Linked DNA regions of Sus scrofa: region 2 is linked to region 1. A link is a contact called in public HiChIP or PLAC-seq data. All regions are on one chromosome and are shown on one strand. Each heading gives the region's core, a stretch centred on a gene start, on an enhancer-like site or on the middle of the called end of the contact. The rest is flanking DNA. Distances are from core to core; before and after follow the strand shown. Region 1 holds the start of ADGRE5 (adhesion G protein-coupled receptor E5). Region 2 holds the start of MISP3 (MISP family member 3).

Region 1 (3,370 bases), core at 307-2,806:
AGAAAAGGCTCAGGAAGAATCTAGTGAACAGAGTTAGCCTGAAGAAGGTGGAATGGAGCAGGTCAAGGTCCCCAGACCCTGCGGGGGGGTGGGGGGGTGGGAGAGCTCTTTTGTGCCTTGTGCACTTTGCCCTCTGCCAGAGCTAGGCTGGGCTCTGCTCTCCAACCACGGAGGCTTCCTAGACCAGGAGTTCTTCATCTGGGTCCTTGGAATTCTCCCAAACAGGAGCCGAGAGAGGAGCTGCTGGTCTTCTCCCAGTTCCATCTGGTTTGCATTCCCCCTGCCCAGCCCCAAGCAGTAAGATTCCTGGGGTGGGGGGCGGGGCAGTCATCCTCTCTTTGCTCCTCCAGCTAAGGACCCCTCAGACCCACCAGTGAAGTAATAATAACAATAATAGTGTTTACTTAATTCTTCCTGCAAACCAGGAATAGTTCCTGTATACGCACTCACTTAACCCTTAACACAACCTTATAAAGTAAAGAGCGGTTTTGCCTCATTTTGCTGAGGTGGAAAGTGAGACTCAGGGGCTCCCAGATTTGGCTCCAGTAACACACCGCCTTCCCCCCCTTCCCCCGCCCCAGCTGCTCAGTGTGCCCCACATAGACACCAATTCCTTGCTTAGAGCCCGCCCAGGGCCACTGAGTTCACGCCTGCTGCCCACAGGGTCATCACAGGGAACCCCCGCCCTTGTGGCCTGGGGAAACTCTGGATGGTACCCCAAATGCCATTTCTTCATTCTCTTTGTTGTTTGGTTGCTCAGGCAACGAGCTGCCCAGATAACCGTTAGAGCCACCCTGGGTGGGGCGGGAAGGGAGGCCCAGGGGAAGTCATAGTAAAAGTCAGGTTCAAACCTTCAGAGGGCAAAAACTCCTTTCAACCCACAGCTGGCTCCCAGCTGGGTCTCCAGAGCAAGAATGAGGGTCTTCTCTGGGGCTGCCCCTGCCACTGAGACAGTGTGGGAGGTGATGGGGGTACCTCCGCTGTGGAGAAGTCCCGCCTCCCGGCCTCCAAGCCCCCCAGCATCCCCTTATGCCCGATGTTAAGAGCAGCTGTCCGCGGGGCTCCCGCATTTAGTTTTTGCCCCTCTCCTTTCCCCAAACCTCAGTTTTCCCACTTCAGGGGCAACCCCGCAAAGTGGCTCCAGTAAAGAGGTCAGAGATTTCTCTGGGAGAGAGGGAAGGCTCTTAGAGCAGTCTGGGGAATCCTGCCACTGGGTGCAGGTGCCCGGCACTGCCAGCCCCTCTCCCCACGTGCCCTCAGTGCCCGCCTGGCCATGCGGCTTCCTCCGAGGCTGGCCCCAGAGCGACCTGGGGCGCATTTCTCCACGGGGAAGAGGACGCCTGGACACCGAGAGCTGCTGCCAGGGGCTCCCTCGCTGCCTGTCCCGCCCCACAACAGGGCCCCGAAATTCTCACCATGAAAGAGGAGAAAGACGCCGTGGTGGGGGCCTCCCATGATCTGAGCTGCCAGTGGGGGGAGCAGGTGACAAGGCAGGGCTGCTCTGTGTCCCCAGGCTGGGCAGCTGTGCGGGCTTTCTCGAGGGCCGCCGGGCCTTTATAAGAGGGGGTGGGGAGGCAGCCGCTGGCCCAGGGCCCTCCCCGGAACTGGCGGGGCAGCTGGAAGCCAACAGGAAAGTGCAGTAAAAACACAGACCCAGGGACGCTGCGCGCGCGAGCGCGCGCGCACACACACACACACACACACACACACACACACACACACGAGTCATATGCAGTATTGAGGTGCAGCCTGCCCTTGCAGCATCTGACAAGCTCTCTGGCCCCTGTGTTCAACAGCTGGCTGATCCCAGGGGCAAAAGGGGGAGTCTGGCCCAGGACCCGCTTGGCTTTTCTGGGCAGGAGGCATTTGGACTGCGGAGGGTGGAGTCACTGCTGACATAGCTTGGGGCACCCAAGTTGGGGACTATTCTGTGCTTGCTCTCCATGGCCAGCTCTGGAGCTAACAGGACCTTCCTCCTCTTTTTCTTGATGAGGAAACTGAGGCACAGAGAGGCCAGAGTCCAGACAGGAGCTAGGGGAGCACAAAGGGGCCCTTCATGGATGCCAGGCAGGCACCTAGAAAACTGCAGGACCCCAGGGCCACTGTGCTCCTGGAGCTGGTCATTCTGGGCCAGACTTTTGCCTGGTGGGAAACTCATATTTTGGCAGTTCATGGGTACTGCATTAATCAACAGTGAATCACATGACAGGAGAGTTGTTTCCTTTTCAAATAAGTCATGTGACCAGCTTATCTCCGAAGCTATTTAATAATTCTTTTTTTAAAAAACTCTATTATTTACAAAGCACTTATTATCTGAGCCAGGCCTGATTCTCCTAAAGTTCTCTATTTTTAACTCATTTACGCCTGGAAATACCTTCGAGGCAGGTGTTGCTATGATTCCCATTTTGCAGAAGGGGAAGTTGAGGCACAGCTAACAAGTGGCTGAGCAGAGATCTAAAAGGCAGGCAGCTCAGTCCCCAGGCCCCTGCTGATGAGCCCAGGACCCAGGACAAAGTCTCTATTGGGGGCGAATGTGTCTTTAACACCTTGGTGGCGCTGGGGTATATCCAGTTAGAATCCGTGGTTTTATGTTCCTGGCGTTATTATTTATTTTTAAGTTTACAGACTATTTCGGGCAATGAGAAGGGTTTTCCAATTAGGACATACATATAACTGTTCTCTCTCTCTCGGTTTTTTTTTGTCTTTTTAGGGCTGCACCCATGGCATATGGAGGTTCCCAGGCTAGGGGTTGAATAGGAGCTGTAGCCGCTGGCTTATACCACAGCCACAGCAATGCCATATCTGACCCATGTCTCTCACCTATACTACAGCTCATGGCAATGCTGGTTCCTTAACCCACTGAGTGAGGCCAGGGATTGAACCTGCATCCTCATGGATACTAGTCAGATTTGTTTCTGCTGCACCACTATGGGACCTTCTAAAGGTTCTTTTTATTTATTTATTTATTTATTTATTTATTTATTTATTTATTTATGTCTTTTGTCTTTTTAGGGCCGCACCCGTGGCATATGGAAGTTCCCAGGCTAGGGATCAAATTGGAACTACAGCTGCCGGCCTACACCACAGCCACGGCAACGTGGGATCCAAGCCACATCTTCGACCTACACCACAGTTCACGACAACGCCAGATCCTTGACCCACTGAGCGAGGCCAGGATTCAAACCTGCAACCTCATGGTTACTAGTCAGGTTCGTTAACCACTGAGCCATGATGGAAACTCCCCTAAAGGTTCTTTTTTAAATGAATAGATTCAAGGAGGCAACAGCATAGAAAATTAACTGAATGCATGGTAGTTTAAAAGGGGACGATTGAGGCCATGGAGAAAAAAGGTCACCCATGGCCAAAGACA
Region 2 (3,370 bases), core at 465-2,964, 250 kb after region 1:
CCCACCTGCTCCAGACCGTTCTCCGAAGCCTTTCTGCGGGGAGGCCAGATCACCGCCAGCTTTCCGTCGCCCCTGCTCTCTGCGGGGGAAGGGACGCTCAGCTAGGGTTGCCCCTCCTCTCACCAGCTGGAGGCGGCCAGGACGAAGGAGACCGACCGCACCCCTTAAATACACACAGGCGTTCACCCCCCCTCCTCCTCGTAGAGGCTTTCATCCTGAGGGAGGAGGGAGGAACCTGAGTTTGGAGGGAGGCGAACAAACCCAGAGTGAGGAAGTAGGAACCCAAAAATTTAAAGGGAGGAATCAGGTGTGCCAGAACCCAGGGATAGTTTCCTGGAAGCCAACAAAGATATCTGGAACTCTCTTCCCTTCCCCCACCGTGAGCCTAGGTGGGGTGGATCGGGAGTTCAACTGAGGGATGGAGCGAGGGATGGGTAGCCCAGAAGGGGTGGGCACAGAGAGGAGAGTTAGAGGGGGGCCCAAGGAGTCTGGGAGCCAGGAAGGCGGACCATGAGTATCAAAGAGCCGTTAGAGTTGGGCAGTGGGTGAAGGCGGCTGGAGCCCTGGGAGTCCCCAGGGTCGGGGCGCCAGTGGCTTACCGGTGAGGCTGGGCGCGGGCTCCTTGAACTCGGCGGTGCCGTAGACACTGAGCCGCTGGCGCTGCAGCTCCCGCTCGCGCTCATTCGCCTCGCGCACCTCCTGCTCCAGCAACGATGGCGCGATAGGCGGCGGGGCGCGGGCCAGCACCGGGCACCGGCCCTGCACGGCTGAGCGCGGCCGGCCTCCGGGCTCAGGCAGCCGCTGCTGGCCCGCGCTGCCCTCCGCCGCCGGCGTGGAGCCGCACCAGCCGGCAGTCTCGAAGAAGCGCTTGAGCTCGCCCAGAGGCTGCGGCGGCGGCCGGGTGCGCTGCTCCGGGACCGCAGAGCGTGCCAGCGCCGCCTGCCGATGGGCCTCCCGCTCGATGTCTCGCTGCATCTGCGCGCCCGCCCGAGCGCGCTCCAAGGCACGCGGGAGCGCGGGGCCGGGGCCCGGCAGGCTGAGCACCGGCCGCACGCGCAGTTCGACGAGTTCACGGCCGGCGCGACCTGGGCTCAGGCCCCGGCTCCGGCGCAGGCTCTCCTCGCGTTCGCAGCTGCGGCGGATTTCGCGCTCGATGGGCGTCTCCATTAGCGGCTCCTCCCGGGGCTGTTGTGGGGTCTCCGAGTGCAGCAGAAAACGCAGCTGGGGGGCTTCCGACTCTGAGTATGTCTCGCAACCCTGAGAGGGACACTGATCCAGGAGCCCCACTCCTCGCACTTCAGACGGCTCAGGGTCGTCGCTGCCTGGCCCAGGACTCACAAAACCCTCAGCTGCGTCCTGCCCCGGTGATGGCTGGAAGACTTCGCGCTCTTGCTTGGGGGTCTCTGCGCACTGGTTTTGGGAAGACACGGGGACCTCGCCGCCTGGCCTGGGGACCTCGGTGTCCCGCTCAGCAGTAGGCCCCGGAATTTCGCGGTTTGACCCGGGGGGCTCAGGGCCCAGTGCTTTGGACGACCCCAGGGCTCCGCTCTCCGGCCCGGGGGCCTCGGGGTCCAGGGTTGTGAGCAGCTCGGAAGCCTCAACTCCCAGCGCTAGAGCTCTGATGCCTAGAGCTGGGACACACTGCCCTGCTCCGCACCTGTGGCCGCAGTTGCCGCCCGCGGGTTCCAAGGCGTCGCCCGCACCGGCCGCCTCTCTGACCCGCCCCTGGCCTCCAAGAACGGCCCCTGGGGGCAGGGCCGGGCACCGCCCCCTGCACCTGCCCTGAGGACTCCTGGCCCCGCCCTCGAGCCAGAGTCGGGGCGCCTCCCTGGGCACTGGATTTAGTCCGCTGGCGCGCCTCATGTCAGCTCGGGGGACTGGACTTCTTGGAAAAAGGCTTCTCTAGACCTAGCCTGCTACCTAGGGTGCCAGTCTGAGTGCCGTGTTAATTCAGTGGGTGCCACTCTGGCACCTTTTAGTCCCCACGTCCCCTGCATTGCTAGGAGGCTTGGCTCCAGCTGCACGTCTGACTGGGCCTCTGAACAACTGTCCTCTGGCGAGGTGTCCCCCGAAATCATCTTTCCGGGGCCTCGTCAGTCCCACCCAGCCTCTGCCAAACGGTGGGCAGCGACTCCCAGGGCCTCTGGGTTGTCCTTCCACGTTCCACCCGTGCTGCGCACAGCTCGGGCTGGAGGGGGCGCCAGGAACCGCCTCACCGCGCGCCCCAATCTCTCTCCCAGTGCCTGGGCACAGCATGGCTCCGAGCGGTGCGCCTGCGCCCCCGCCAAACCCAGAGGGCCATTTGTCTCATCCACTTCCGGAGAAGTCCGTGAGGCCTCTGACACCAAGTGCACTCCCAGATTGAGGTATGAGGGAGGGACGCACACACGGAGCGCCCAGGGCTCAGCCAAACGGCTGAGGTTTGAAAGGCGGTCACCTTGGGCCCAGATGCCTGGGTAGGCCCACAGAAGAATCCAGGCTTGTGGAAGGAAGCAGCTCCCTGCAGTTGGGGCCAGACTGTGGCGTTCAACGCCAGGATCGATGCCCCAAGCAAGCGGGGAGAGGCACCCGCAGAGACATTTTCTACTTTCTTTCCCTGGGTTAGTTCCAAAACCCACCTCCACACCCCCCACCATTCTGGGGTGACCAGGAAGAAAGAGTTACCTAGAGAAAGTGGGAGCTACATAGCCTCTGGAACCCCCCAATAATCTGATTATTATCCCCCAAATCTCTGCCTACTCTGATGACTCCCCTTTCCATCCACCCTCCCACTCTACTTTCTCCTGGATCCCAATCTCAAGCTGCTACCCTCCTCCCTCTGACTCCATTGGTCCAATTGGTGTACCTACCTGGGTTCCATCCCGCTCACGACCTGAGCTAATTGTCAGCCTTCTCCAAGGCTCAGTTTCGTTGTCTGTAAAATGGGGGTAATAATGCTTACTCACTTGGGAGGTGATGCAGATTAATACCATACTTCTGGAATGAGTTGTCTCTACAGTGGACTCCACTTTATGACCTCCTGTCCCTCTTCTAGCCAGGCTTACTGGATCCTCGGTTCCACCATGCCATTGAACCTCCTCTGTCCAAGGACATGTGTGACCCAGTCACTAGCTCCTCCCTCTTTAGGAAAGCTAATGATTTCTTCTCCATTAGCTTCTTGGTCTTCAAGCACATCATCTTCCTGATTTTCCTCCTACGTCTCAAGCACCCCTTCTCAGACTTCTGTTTCTTTCTTTTTTTTTTCTTTTGGTCTTTTTGCCTTTTCTGGGGCCATACCAGCGGCATAAGGAGGCTCCCAGGCTAGGGGTCGAATCAGAGCTACAGCTGCCAGCCTAAAGCACCCACTGAGCGAGGCCAGAGATCAAACCTG

What was found. HiChIP or PLAC-seq counts read pairs in DNA pulled down with a chosen protein or histone mark.
Region 2: a contact with region 1 is called in an H3K27ac HiChIP or PLAC-seq map of skeletal muscle. The contact joins the promoter of MISP3 here to the promoter of ADGRE5 in region 1. A contact is called at or near these places in 2 of 2 datasets of contacts at active chromatin or transcription factors (alveolar macrophages and skeletal muscle).

What each region holds. Positions count from the first base shown.
Region 1 is chr2:64,860,540-64,863,909 of Sscrofa11.1, forward strand. It overlaps ADGRE5 (adhesion G protein-coupled receptor E5), which reads right to left and starts at 1,557. Exons shown (of 18, transcript NM_213925.2): 1 at 1,416-1,557. The coding sequence starts at 1,455.
Region 2 is chr2:65,108,360-65,111,729 of Sscrofa11.1, forward strand. It overlaps MISP3 (MISP family member 3), which reads right to left and starts at 1,715. Exons shown (of 3, transcript NM_001244869.1): 1 at 600-1,715; 2 at 6-79. The coding sequence starts at 1,167.